2 separate regions of the Oryzias latipes genome follow, and region 2 is linked to region 1. A link is a contact called in public Hi-C data. All regions are on one chromosome and are shown on one strand. Each heading gives the region's core, a stretch centred on a gene start, on an enhancer-like site or on the middle of the called end of the contact. The rest is flanking DNA. Distances are from core to core; before and after follow the strand shown.

Evidence for each region. Hi-C and Micro-C count contacts between places; a contact is called where the count stands out from the background.
Region 2: a Hi-C map of embryo shows a contact between it and region 1, with 1.8 times the contacts expected there. The contact joins the enhancer-like site here to the promoter of otp in region 1. A contact is called at or near these places in 4 of 5 Hi-C or Micro-C datasets (embryo and gastrula embryo).

Annotation. Positions count from the first base shown.
Region 1 is chr12:3,523,379-3,529,873 of ASM223467v1, reverse strand. otp (homeobox protein orthopedia) reads left to right here and starts at 1,872. Exons shown (of 3, transcript XM_023960724.1): 1 at 1,872-3,241; 2 at 3,572-3,984; 3 at 5,449-6,495. The coding sequence starts at 3,166. The coding sequence ends at 5,970. It overlaps tbca (tubulin-specific chaperone A), which reads left to right. Exons shown (of 4, transcript XM_004074503.4): 4 at 1-349.
Region 2 is chr12:3,577,358-3,583,896 of ASM223467v1, reverse strand. No RefSeq gene overlaps it. Among protein-coding and RNA genes, the nearest start is that of LOC110016029, 16 kb to the right of the region's middle. Within about 2 kb of position 2,011, at least 2 of the 8 cell types and tissues checked have an H3K27ac peak or open chromatin away from gene starts, as enhancers often do. A contact at or near this core is called in embryo and gastrula embryo, where this site is marked.

The sequences.
Region 1 (6,495 bases), core at 623-3,122:
TCTGTCGCCTACAACGTCCATTCCATTCGTCAAGGCCTTTCCCGGTGGAACCGTGAAGCCCAGCCCAGCTCACTCTTCGTTTCTGCTCTGTTGTAATTATTTCTGCTTTGTGAAAACCACTAGAACACGGTGAAAAATGTTGACTATACACTGAAAAAACCTGGACTTCTTTTTGTTTTGTTTTTTATTTCAATGATTCCTAACGATGTACGGTGGTAAAATCCAGTTTTAAACGTTTGTAAGGACACGTCGTGTCCCCAAATTGATGCATCAGCTGAGTGTGTTTCTCTGCTGCCGTTTACAGCTGTGATCCTGATGCCTTCAATAAAGATGAGAGCTCTTTGGGGAAGCCTGTCAGTCTGATGACAAATGCTGCCGCTGGTCATGAGTGACGGAGCGCCGGCTCATCCGTTATCCAAAGCCCACCTTCCACCAGGCCTCCGAGTCCCGCCTAAATAGTCCTACTAATAAATGAACTCAATTGCCAGACAAATTAAGGTTACATTTGACTTGATCCGTATTTTACAGATTTCGATAATTATCGGGATCACCCCCAAAGTGTCATTACCGCCCTAATGAGGCGCTGCTACTCCGTGACATCCACCCCGCTCCATCTCGTTAAGGAAATCGCTCTTCAATGCTGATTATTTTATTTGGAGGTATAATTATATTTCTTTCGGATAAATCACGTCCTAATGGAGTCCGTGCAGAGGGCAGAGCCGCTAATTGAGGCATGAGATGCAGTGGCGGGGCGTTGCACCTGCGCTCCGCCGCCGCCGTGCAGGTGATTCTTGCCGACTGTGGGCTGAGAGCAGCGTTTGTGTGAAAGCTCTGTGTTCAAAACCAAACTTCAGTCAGAAGCAAAGGTTTCCCTCCCAGATAAGGTTGGAATGACTCCCATTTGAACCCAGGTTGCTTCATTCTCTGCTGCTTTTTTTTGTTCACCTGGGAGCTGCCGCAGATCGATTAATGTTTTATTTTTTTTCCCTCCCAGCTAAAATCTAATCGAGTGAATTTCTTATGTGAAGGCGGAGCAGGAAGAACGAGCCAAATGAATGCTGGAGGTCACAGGTTCGACTCTTTCCAGTCATCTGAGCCTCGTTAGTTCCGTTGGGGGTCATGTTTTAAAAATAAACATTTGTTTGACCCAAATGTGTTACAACTTTTTATTAAAATAGTTAAATCAGAGAAGCATTTGTTTTAGAACGGCTGACAAACGGGCGAATAAAGGAGGAAAATTAAAATTATTTAATTTAAAGAACAGAGATTGAGATGAGTGCATTCACGTGCAGCTACAAAGCTGGGACAATCAAACTATTTACCATAAATTAGTTTGGACTGACAACTGTTTCTGACTTCTGCCAGGGGAAAAAAGAAATGTAAGAAAGCCGATATTTTGTCAAAATGTTGGCTCAGCTCTGATGGTGGGTAAAAAAATAAAATATTGTAAATTAGAGTTACTCTACAATTTTACTACGGCAGAAATTAAAATTTGTAAATCAAATAATTTTAATCAAGTTCTTAAATGTGTTAAATGTCATTTATATAGCAAATTCTGGCAGACAGATTTTTTCAAACTTTAAAATTGCGAACATTTTCTGGTCTGAATGCAAAAGAATGTTTTACCTGATCATCAAAATTTCCCAGTATTTCACTGGTACTTGAACGCAGCACAAACAAAAGCTAATGTTTGCACAATTTCCTCTTAGTGCTCGATCCGTGCACGTGCAACCAACCCTGGTGAAGTTATTTTCCCCCGAAAAGTGTTAGAAAAAAATGTATTGACATTTGTTGCGTGTTTGATTTTAAATAAAATAAAATGAAAATTATTTGTTTTACAATCAAAACAAATCAATCTTTAATTTTAGTCTTATTTTAAAATAAATCTTAAAAATAAACTTGATACATTTTTCATGGTTTTATTAAAAAAACGGTTGATTCGTCGGGGAACTCGCGACACTTTAGGAAACCATCAAATAAAACCCCAAAAGGCGGAATTTTTGGGCGCCGGAAAAACACGCTGAGATCTGCCGGTGTCTGCGTGTCGTGGTTTGAGATAAATGTGTCCTCATCCACGCGTGTTTGTGCAGCGATAAACGGGAAGAGTGATGAGTGTCACGCCCCTGACGGCTGTGCAAAAAACAATAACTCTCGGATCTTACGCGTTATTCGGGACAGTAGAAGAACTTTATTTTTACGCATTAAGTTCTAGATCCACATTTTAGGTCCAGTTCTGATCCGGCTCCAATAGATCCACTGTGTCTGATGAAAAAGTGCGCAAATCTTTGTAATCCAACCAGCTATGTCCCTCCACGCGCGCCACTCGTGCCACCAGATTGCAGGCGCGTGAAGGCAAAAAAACTGCGCGGCGTTACGCTCGGACGCCTCCTTTGTGGCCCAGAAATAAACCTGCAGTCTGAAAAGCTCCAGACATCAAGCTCATTTTTAAACCCCCTTGATTTTTTGGTTTTTAAATAATTGTATCAGCCAGCAGGTTTTGGTTCATTTATCCAAAAATGTTAGTCAGATTTGTGCACGTGCAGATGACGCGGCCTTCCTCTGATATGGACTCGTTTCCAGACTCCTCTTCCTCCTTTTTGCGCCCTTTTACGCAGAGGCTCTGATGAACTGGAGGAACCAAGAATAATCGGGGTGAATAAAGTTTGCTTTTACACGGAAATCAGAGGCCACGTGTTTCCTCTTCATCCCTCCTGCTATGCCAACAAGAGCCGCGGCTGCGCGCAATTAAACAAATATTGTGTCGTTTTGCGGCTCTGTATTAAATCAGTATATTTTATTGGGCGTAATTTGGAGGAGAAATCAAAGCCAATTACAAGAATGAGGAGGAATGAACTTGTGGGATGTGAGAGAATGGGGGGGAAAGGAAGAGGAGGAGAGGGAGGAGGAGGAAGAGAGGAGCTCCGGCAGCAGCTCTGATTGGTCCTCCTTTGCAGGAGCTCGTGGCTTCACTCTGCCGTTAAGCGCCTCCCCGTTCCTCTAAACTACATTATAATGCAACCAAGCTCCCTTTTTAACCACAAACCGAATTTGCTTTCATTTACGCGATATATATTCCTTAAATAGGTTAAAGTCGTAGAGATTTTTTTTATTTATTTATTTGGTACTGGGGAGGGAGAATAGCGTTTCGCCCTGGAGCGGTGCGCAATGCTCTCTCACGCCGACCTCCTGGATGCTCGGCTCGGTGAGTTATCATCACCCAACTCCGCTCTTCAATTCTGCTGTAAGCTGGAGCAACTTTTTCCTTCAAATCAAGCTCAGAAAATTGTCAATTTGCTTCTCGTTTTGTCCTTAATGCGCCCGAAGTGAACTAAACTCGCTTAATTCATTGGAAAAGTAATTATTATTATTACCATTATTATTATATTACTGCGTAATTTGATTTTTGGAGTGGTGGAGCTGCATGGAAAGTGTTGCATGCTGGTTCTGCCCTTTTTTACTGTTTGCTTTTCCAAGTAAATAATTCTGTTTTCCGGTGTAAAATCGCCGGTTTGCTGGTTGTATGAGTCGCAGCCGCTGCGTGCGCAAAGCTCACGCGCGTGTTTGTCTGCAGGGATGAAGGATGCCGCGGCGGAGCTTCTGGGCCACCGGGAGGCTCTGAAGTGCCGGCTCGGAGGCGGCGGGGGAAGCGGTCCGGACCCGGGGCACTCCGGGGAGCTCGGCCCGGGTCCGGACGGCGTGGAGGGAGCCACGATGCTCCCCGGCGATGACATCAGCGGCGGCGGCGGTGGCTCCAACCCGGTGCAGGTGAACGGTAAGGAGCAGGACAAGCAGCAGCAGCAGCAGAACAGCAACCCCAACCAGGGTGGGGGGCAGCAGACCCAAAAACAAAAGCGCCACCGGACCCGCTTCACTCCGGCGCAGCTCAACGAGCTGGAGAGGAGCTTCGCCAAAACGCACTACCCGGACATCTTCATGCGCGAGGAGCTGGCCCTGCGGATCGGCCTAACGGAGTCCAGAGTGCAGGTGAGGCAGCTGGAACCCGATGGAGACACCACCCTGTTTTGGCTTCTATCTCCAATTACTAAAATCAAAATAGCCGAATTCAAAAGAGGGGACCTCACACTTTAAGTTTTTACGTAATAAAAAAATCTCTTTTATTGGTCCGTTTAATTAAAAAAAGAAGCGAATTTATAGTATTATTGATGGAATACAAAAATAAATAAAAGTTTTAACATATTCAAATAAAAATAATGCAAATTGTCAAATTTGTTTAATATCTATGCATTAAAAAATAAAGATTGAAAAGTAATTGTCTTAAAAATACAAACGCTCCGTTTTTTAAAATTATTTTCCCATAAATTCCTATTTTATATTTTTTTTTAAAGTTGTTGCAGCTCTAAAAGTTTACAAAAAGTCACAATTTTAAGTCCAGTTTCGACTGGAAATAATAAATTGGTTTTGGTTGTTAAAATTATTCACTAATGTTTCACAGCAGCTTTGTTCCGCTCATTTTTCTGACAGAAGCTGTAAAGTCAGCGCCGCGCGCGCCTCTTCCTCTCCAATCTTCATCACTGAAACGCGGCTTTTTATTCTGCAGCTAAGCAATCCTCCTCCGCGCGCTCACGTGTGAAATAAGAGCTTCTTCCCATTTACATAAAATCAGAATTAGTGAAATGATGCTCGTCCGCCGCTTCGATGAAGAGGAGGAGATGTCATCCTCACGTGCGCTCCAGCCCTCTCGTCCAAACCAAGGAGGCTTTTTTTCTTTCTTTCTCCAGGACGGATTTCACGGCTCTCTTATCACCGAACGCCCCCCTCTCCCCTCCCACTTTCCCCACGCAAAACGCCACATTAATCACGGACGACCGTTTATCCAGCGGCGGCGGCGCACGTGGACCGCCGGAGGGAAGATGGATCACATGCGAGAATCATCTTCAGAGGCTCCGCAATCTAACAAAACGATTGTTTTTATGTCAGAAAAGCTGATAGAGCCAAAAATCAAATCTGATTAGGATAGAATACAAAATAGAAAAACATTTTTCATTTTTAAATTAATAAAATAATAGAAAACCTCCAAATATGACTTATTAAATCGCTTAATTGTTCAATTATCAAATCTTTAATTTAAACAAAACATTAAAGAAACGATGGGAAATACAAAAGTAAAAATGAAAACAAAAAAGAAAAACGTGAAAAAATGTATTAAAGTTTAATTTATAATTTAAAAAAAGGCAACCAATACTCATAAAAATGGTATTTTTTACGAATTCAATCATATAAAGTGTTTTACATTTTTAATCAAAACATTACTTATACTAGAAATGTAAAATAAAACAGGAAAAATAAACATTTACAAAGAAAATCACAAAAATCGTATTTTATTTTTTTATTAAAGCAAAGCCACAAAGTAATTGATTGATTGATGATTGATTGATTGATTGGACCTTTTTGAGGACATCCGCCTCCTGACGCCCTCTCCGCCCGCAGGTTTGGTTCCAGAACCGACGCGCCAAGTGGAAGAAGCGCAAGAAGACCACCAACGTGTTCCGCGCGCCGGGGACGCTCCTGCCGACGCACCACGGGCTGCCGCAGTTCCCCTCGGCCGCGGCGGCGGCGGCGGCCATGGGCGACAGCCTGTGCTCCTTCCACGCCAACGACACCCGCTGGGCCACGGCGGGGATGCCCGGCGTGTCGCAGCTGCAGCTGCCGCCCGCGCTGGGCCGCCAGCAGGCCATGGCGCAGTCGCTGTCCCAGTGCAGCCTGGGCGCGGGGCCTCCACCCAACTCCATGGCTCTGTCCAACATGTCGTCGAACGGATCGGGCCTGCAGTCGCACCTGTACCAGCCCACCTTCCCGGGAATGGTTCCCGCGTCGCTGTCTGGCCCGACCAACGTGAGCGGCTCCCCGCAGCTGTGCAGCTCCCCGGACAGTGACGTGTGGAGAGGGACGAGCATCGCGTCGCTGCGCCGCAAAGCGCTGGAGCACACAGTTTCCATGAGCTTCACCTAGAGCTGCCGCTGCTGCTGCTGCTCATCCACGCAGGATGTTTGTGGAGACACCCACGGCGCGCGCGCGGGCACTCTCTCCGGGCCGGTTCCGTTTGATGCTGTAACTCATCATTTCGCATGTCGTCATTTATTTGTATAAAAAAACTTTTTGGGGGTTATTTATTTATTTGGCGCTGCGAGACATTTGCTGACGTTTCTGAGGACGAACTCTGGAAACCTTCACCCCCCCCCCCCCCCGTTGCACAGCAATCACCTGCAGGGTGGGACCGTGGACGCGCACAAACTGGACCCGTGGAGGTTTTAAAAACCGAGGACGCGTAAAAAAAGGAGAGGACCAGGAGGACTGCATGTGCTGCCAGAAGCGACAAAAGAAAATAAAACAAAAAAGAAAGAAAAGAAATCCACAAAAAGAGGGGAAACGCTATAAATAAAAGACTATACGCTGTTCTATAGGATGTTTTGTGTAGCAGAAACTCTCGTTCCCATTTGGTCAGTTTGTGATCAGTTCTGTCTGTGCTTATTCTCA
Region 2 (6,539 bases), core at 762-3,261, 54 kb before region 1:
ATAAGCGACCTCCGTCTTTGGCTGTTTACTCTTTGCATCCTCGTCATCTAAATGTTGGTGGATCAAACATCTCAGCGCCAGACTTTCCTCAGAGTTTATGTGTCAAGTTTTTCCATGATTTTCTGCTTTAGCATCACTTTCCGTGTTGTCTTTTAGTCACTTTCAGTCCCAGGAAATGATGTCAAAACAGCCTTAAAACTGCAAATATTCAATGTAAAAATAAATGTTTTATTATATCTCAAAACTCAGAAGGACCAAAAACAAACAGCTTTGAGTCATTCTTTAATGGGCCAACAATTGAAACCATTGAGGCTGATTAAAGACGTAGACATTTTTCAAAATAAGAATGATTTCTTCTGCAGTTATTAACTAAATAAAGGCATATCTTGTATCTATCTATCTATCTATCTATCTATCTATCTATCTATCTATCTATCTATCTATCTATCTATCTATCTATCTATCTATCTATCTATCTATCTATCTATCTATCTATCTATCTATCTATCTATCTATCTATCTATCTATCTATCTATCTATCTATCTATCTATCTATCTATCTATCTATCTATCTATCTATCTATCTATCTATCTATCTATCTATCTATCTATCTATAACCATCCATCTATCTCTATTTCTCTCCAATGTATTAAACAAGCCCCTCGAACTTTGTGATGGATTCATCAGACCAGGCCCGGATTTAGCCCCGCCCACTATGGGGTGCATATAGGTGTGTGGGAGGAGTCTGGGTGCTGAAAGTTTGGGGTGTCCCTCAGAAACCATGCTATCATCAAATCAGTTTATCTATCCGTGTGTCTATCTCCAACAATCGAAAAAATACCTGTTCAGTTTCATTCTAGGTGCTGCGACTGCTCGTATTTTGTTTCAGGGCCGTGTTTGCATTCTGCAGGACATAGTTTCTGCAGAGCAGCAGTAGTTCATTAGGAATTCTCCGCTAAATTGTGGGCTGGACCGATGGCGGGGAGCAATCCCGCACCCATAAATGAGAGCTATGTATTTACACGCTCTCCCACTGGCTTACAGCCCCTCATAACCCAGAGCTAACATTAATGGTGCGAAGAAAATGGCGAGCAATGTCGTAGTTTTGATCCAGATTCCCGCTCAGACGAGGAAAACAAAGAACTACATAGTCGTCCAACAGTGGATGCATCAGAATGGAGCAGAGCAGGGGGCCCAGCTTAGTTTTTACGTCTTTTTCAAATGGCATTTTTTCATCTGCTCCTGATTCACAACGATTTGGATGAAGAAATACCCAGAAAAGCAATTTAAAGCTCAATTTTCTTTATGCATGTCCTCCATCGTCAGAAAAATGCCGCAAGAACATGTTTAAAACAGCGTTTTAACTGGTGGGTATTTAAAAAATTGTGTCAATAAACAAAAGTTTTAAGAGAAACTGAACTCCCAGTTGATCTGTGGAGGAAGTGTGTCTGTCAGAGTGCAGCTCGTGTTTGCTGCTGCTGAATGCAGATGGCGTCGTGTGCAGCGATCTGCAGCTCTCCCTCCCTCATATGAGAATGCATAATCTGTAACTGCTCCTCTGTCCCGCTGTACTGCGCTCGCCTCTCGTCTGAATGCTAATTTTCCATTTAAAGTCGTCCCTCTTCCACGGCGTGGACCGGATGAATCCGACATCGCAGATGCAGAGAATCAAAGCTGGCCTCTGCTGCTGCCTTAGCAGCTCCGAAGGGCGCGAAATTGACCCCGGGCAGGCCAGGCAAGTGGGGCGGGGCGGGGCGGCCCAGTTTCCTGGCAGCGTGCGGCCACAGGCGGTGGACGCCGTTCTCAGATTTAAATGCGCATCTCATTTTAAGCAGTGTCGAGCACGCACACCCCTATGAAGAGAAAGAAACAGAGAGGGGCAGTTTCAATTCTCCTCCCAAATCCAGCATCTAATCCCCAGAGATGACCTTTTGGGGGGGTGGAACCGGGTCACTCTTGGGGAGCTAAATGCTTGGGGGAAATCCCTTTGTTTGCTCCACGCACACGGCAGTGATCTATAGAGGCAGCTCAAATGGAGAGTGACTGGCCTTTAATTGGAGTGGTCTGCGGGCAGTTGTCATGTGGAAATATTTGAATAGAGATCATGCGCCGCACTTCACCCAAATCCACTGGAGCTGTGGAGGGTTTGAGGGCAGCAGGGGGACCAGGGGATTACATAAATGGACTCAATCAGCCAATTAGCACTTTAAACGGCTTCAGGAACATGCTGGTTAACATTTGAAAGGAGCTGAAGGCCTGGCCCACTCGGGCGGCCACCTTTGTCCCGTTTGTTAATAGCAGATGTGTCATAATGTGTGGGGATTACACCAGAGGAGGCCGTAATCTTGTTAGGAGGAGTTTGTGTCTGGATGGGGCTGCGGCCGTCCCATTTGGTTCCATCGGCGATGATACCGGATAAGCTGACGGGGTTTCACGCCGCATTTGTTCGGTGGCCCCCTAATCGTGGCGTTTCCAATTGTGTGATTTATGTTCGGCGTCCAAATGCAGGCCATGATTACAGGCCCGGTGGCGAGAAGCGTTTAGGATGTCTGTGGCGGCGGGCGAATGGGGGAGTAAATGGGCGTTTTATTTATCACCGGTGCCACAATCTCCCGGAGCGGAAGAGCGCCCTCCCAAATTGAAATATAACGGAGTTTACTCTCCTGATTAGGGTTTTCTCCGCCCAAGGCTGTCATCAAACAAAGAGCAGCAGCACTCTGACACCTAATTGGGTCTGGATTAATGCTGCCTGGAGTGACAGCAACCCCCCCCTGCAAGCCTTTACCTTCCCTCTCCGAGAAGCTTCCATCTGCAAAAACGATTCCTGAAAAAAGAAAAATAGAATGACCATAATGGACAAAAACCCTACATAACTATATGTATCATATTTAATATATGCATTTCTGACTCTTATCCCATTAGCAGGATACAAATTTTCCCTGAAAACACATTATAGATAACCTGGTCCATGTTATCTGGCCTGTAGTTCATCATCACTCCACTAGGGGCAGTAGAAGAGCTTTTCCTGCTCATTTCAAAATGGCTGCTTCCATGAAATCTCAGAAAACGCTTTCGCTCATTTCAAAACTTTATGCCGAGAACAGCAGTGGACCGGACCTCCAAATCACAGTAACAAATCGCTCAATGCAAAAAAAGATCACGACTTTTAAAAAAAGCGACCAAAAAAACCAAAAAGTTACATAAACCAAAACTCCTTCCTCTTTCGGCTTTTCCCATCAGGGGTCGCCACAGCGAACAAGTCGCATGGTAAACTTGGCAATGTTTTACGCCGGATGCCCTTCCTGACGCAACCCTCTCAAAGCAACCGGGCTTGGGACTGGCACAGAAGTAGAGAAGGGAATAGGGAGCAGCCCGGAGTCGAACCCTGGTTTCACGGACGGAAGGCGCCGCAAACCAGCACGAGCTAAACCAAAACAAACTTTCTAAATCAACCACATACAGTTTACCACAAAATGAAACAAAACAAAAAGGAAATGTTTGTGACGTAAAAAAAAAAAACTCTTTCCAGAGCTCAAAAATGAAATGTTAAAAAAATGTAACAAAAAAAAGGAAATCCGACATCACTGATTGGATGATGACGTTCCAGCTTTTCAACTGGAAGGTGTTTGGGGAAATCTTCTGACCCTTGACTGTATCTGGAAACCGGACTGAGTGAGTGTGATGTCACCCATAGAAAACTGTTCCAACCAAACTAAGTCAATTCAGTCACCATTTTATAGCGATTCGACCATTGCCATGTTGGAATCAGACGTTTTTGGTTGTCCGTGATTGGTTTGTTTCTATGGTAACCACTCTGGCCAATCGAGAGGGAGCTTGTTGGAGGACCACACCCTGTTTACCGAACACTTTGAACGCTCAACATAGGACCGCCTACTTTTATTGCAACATCGGATTGGTCAGTTTACAACATGAATATCCTAAACTACAGAAAAAAATTAGGGTTAGCAAGTTCATGTTAAAAAATGGTTTCAGAGCAGGACTGGGTGGTAGGGGCAGAAATCTAGCGGGAAAACATGCAAACAGAAAGCTCTCAGCAATGGTAAGGGGAATTTGTCGATAATTATTTCTTTGTAATACAGTTACTCCACATTGGATCAAATTTGAGACAGTGGGTAATTAAGGTTAATTTTATTTCCCTGAACACTCATCTTAATATTTTTGCATCTCAAACTAACGTTGTTGTGAACAAAAACTTACAAAATCATCCAATTGATCTTACTGATACTGTCTATATCTCATAAAAAATGATATTGTATTGTTTATTTCATTAAAGGCTTTAAAAAAATGTAATAATTCCGAGAGAAAAAAAACAATTTTTTTCTATCAATTCTTCGATGTCGTGGGCTTTACAGGGTTATATTTAGCATATCTAAACTTTTAAACTGCACTCCAAGTTAGTAAAAACTTGTGTCAAAGACAAAGAAAGCCTCCAGGACGTAAAAAATTCACACTTTCAGTTGAAAGATGCTGAACGATATGCAGCAATTAACCAAGCTGCCTAAAAATAAACTGAGAACAGATGAACAGCTGTTGTTTGCTGCAGGAGCTTCACTTTGACATTTCCTTTAGGCTCCACGGTTACATCTGTGCCGCCATAAACTTACACTTTAGACCCAAACAGATGCACAGAACCTGTTTAAGAACAGGATCACATGTGTTCTCTGAACATTATTGTTCTATTCTGTGACACAATAAACTGTTGGTGAAAAATCAAAACGAGATCATGAAAACTACAATTTTCCCCATTTTTTTTTCATATTTACAGTTAAAAAAATTGATTATTATTTGTTTATTTTATTTTTTACTTTTTGTGAAAACATTGAGCTAAATTTTTATTTTAACTTTTAAGAACCCAAGAACATTTAAATTCTGTTCTGATTCAAATTCTAGCCAAAAAGTAGAAAAACAATTAAAAAAAACAACAAAAAAATCAAACAAATTAGAAAAAAATGAAATTTTGTTTAAAAAAAAAAAACAAATGGAAAGGGATTGACACAATAATAAATAAATAATAATAAAAAGGAAGAAAATAGCAGCTTCATTATAGAACATGGAAGTGGGGGCCCATTTTTTCGCTTTTGGTTGCTTATAAAACGCATTGATGTCCATCAATAATCTAAATATTTAAGATTTTAAAACTAAAAGAAATTTAATAGGAATTAGATCAATTGGGCATAAAAGTCCTGTTCTGTAAAATCATTTAAAGAGATTTCTTTGTTCTTAAACCAAATTCATTTTTAAAACCACTTAAACGTTTTCACTCTCTCCATTTAAATGCTGTAAAAAGTATAGTTTTTTATTTCCAAGGTGGTTTTTGAGATTCTCTTTCTTTTCTTTCGGATATTGATAAATCATGTAATAAAATGGTTACAGTATAACGGGGTGGGATTATATAAATTCGCTTCCTTCCACTCCCTTTCAAGCAATAGTTATTAATGTCTAATTATCCTAAGTATGTTTAGTTACTGTATGAATGTATAACTGATGTTTATATTGCTGTTGTGTATTATTTCTACTTATTTGCTTGAAATAAACCATTTCAAATCAAATTCAAATCAAATCAAATCTTGGAAACAAACTAAACTAAACTTTATTTATAACGTACATTCTCAACATTTGTAGTACAAAGCGCTTCACATAAAATGCTTTTAATAACTCCTTAGGCAGCAATAAAAAGATTCCTGATAATATGAGATAATCGTTGATGATTATTTTTGGTCTCACGCTAATATTTGCTTCTTATCTGCAGTGGGGGCTATAGCATTGTTCTCTGTCATTTATGATTTTTTTTTAACTGATTTGAACACAAACGCTTCGTTTCAGTCTTGGGTTTTCAGATATTCTGCTTTTAAATAAAAAACAACATCTTAAAAAAGATTAAGAAAGGATAGAAAATGAATACAAGGTTTTTGCATCATAAGATCACAGAGTTCTGCAGAGTGAACATTTTTTAAATCTACAATTCAAATGTAAAATAAGTTGATAACAAAGACAAACTTGTTAACGCAAAATTGATTTCTTATTTATTTGTTTATAAAAGGTGCATCATTCACACATGGATAAAGGAAAAATCTGTCAGGCTTTATTTCAGTAAAAACATCAAAGTGTAAATTCATCACTTCTGTGTTGTTGTCATTTCTATCCAGGTAAGCATTTAAACCCATTTAATGCTGGTATAGAAAATACGGAGGCCTGCAGGGGTCAAACCTGGGATAATTTATTTTGATGCCTTAATTGATTTAAACTAAGCTACTTTTCCTGTTTGAAGTGAATTTATCTCTGTATAGCTCAACAGTTTAGCAACTGTTAATTGTTTTTCTGGAGATCACAATATGCACTGTAAAACTACACAAGTAATGTTTTTACATTTTATTTTGGCGGTATTTTTTGTTTTACAGTATCTCAGCGTATTTTCAAAGACAGGAAACACTGCTCTATAGATCTTCCTAAATCTTTTTGCTTTTCTTAAATTTCATTTATTTATTGCATTTTGCTGCCCTTTTTAGAACCATTGATG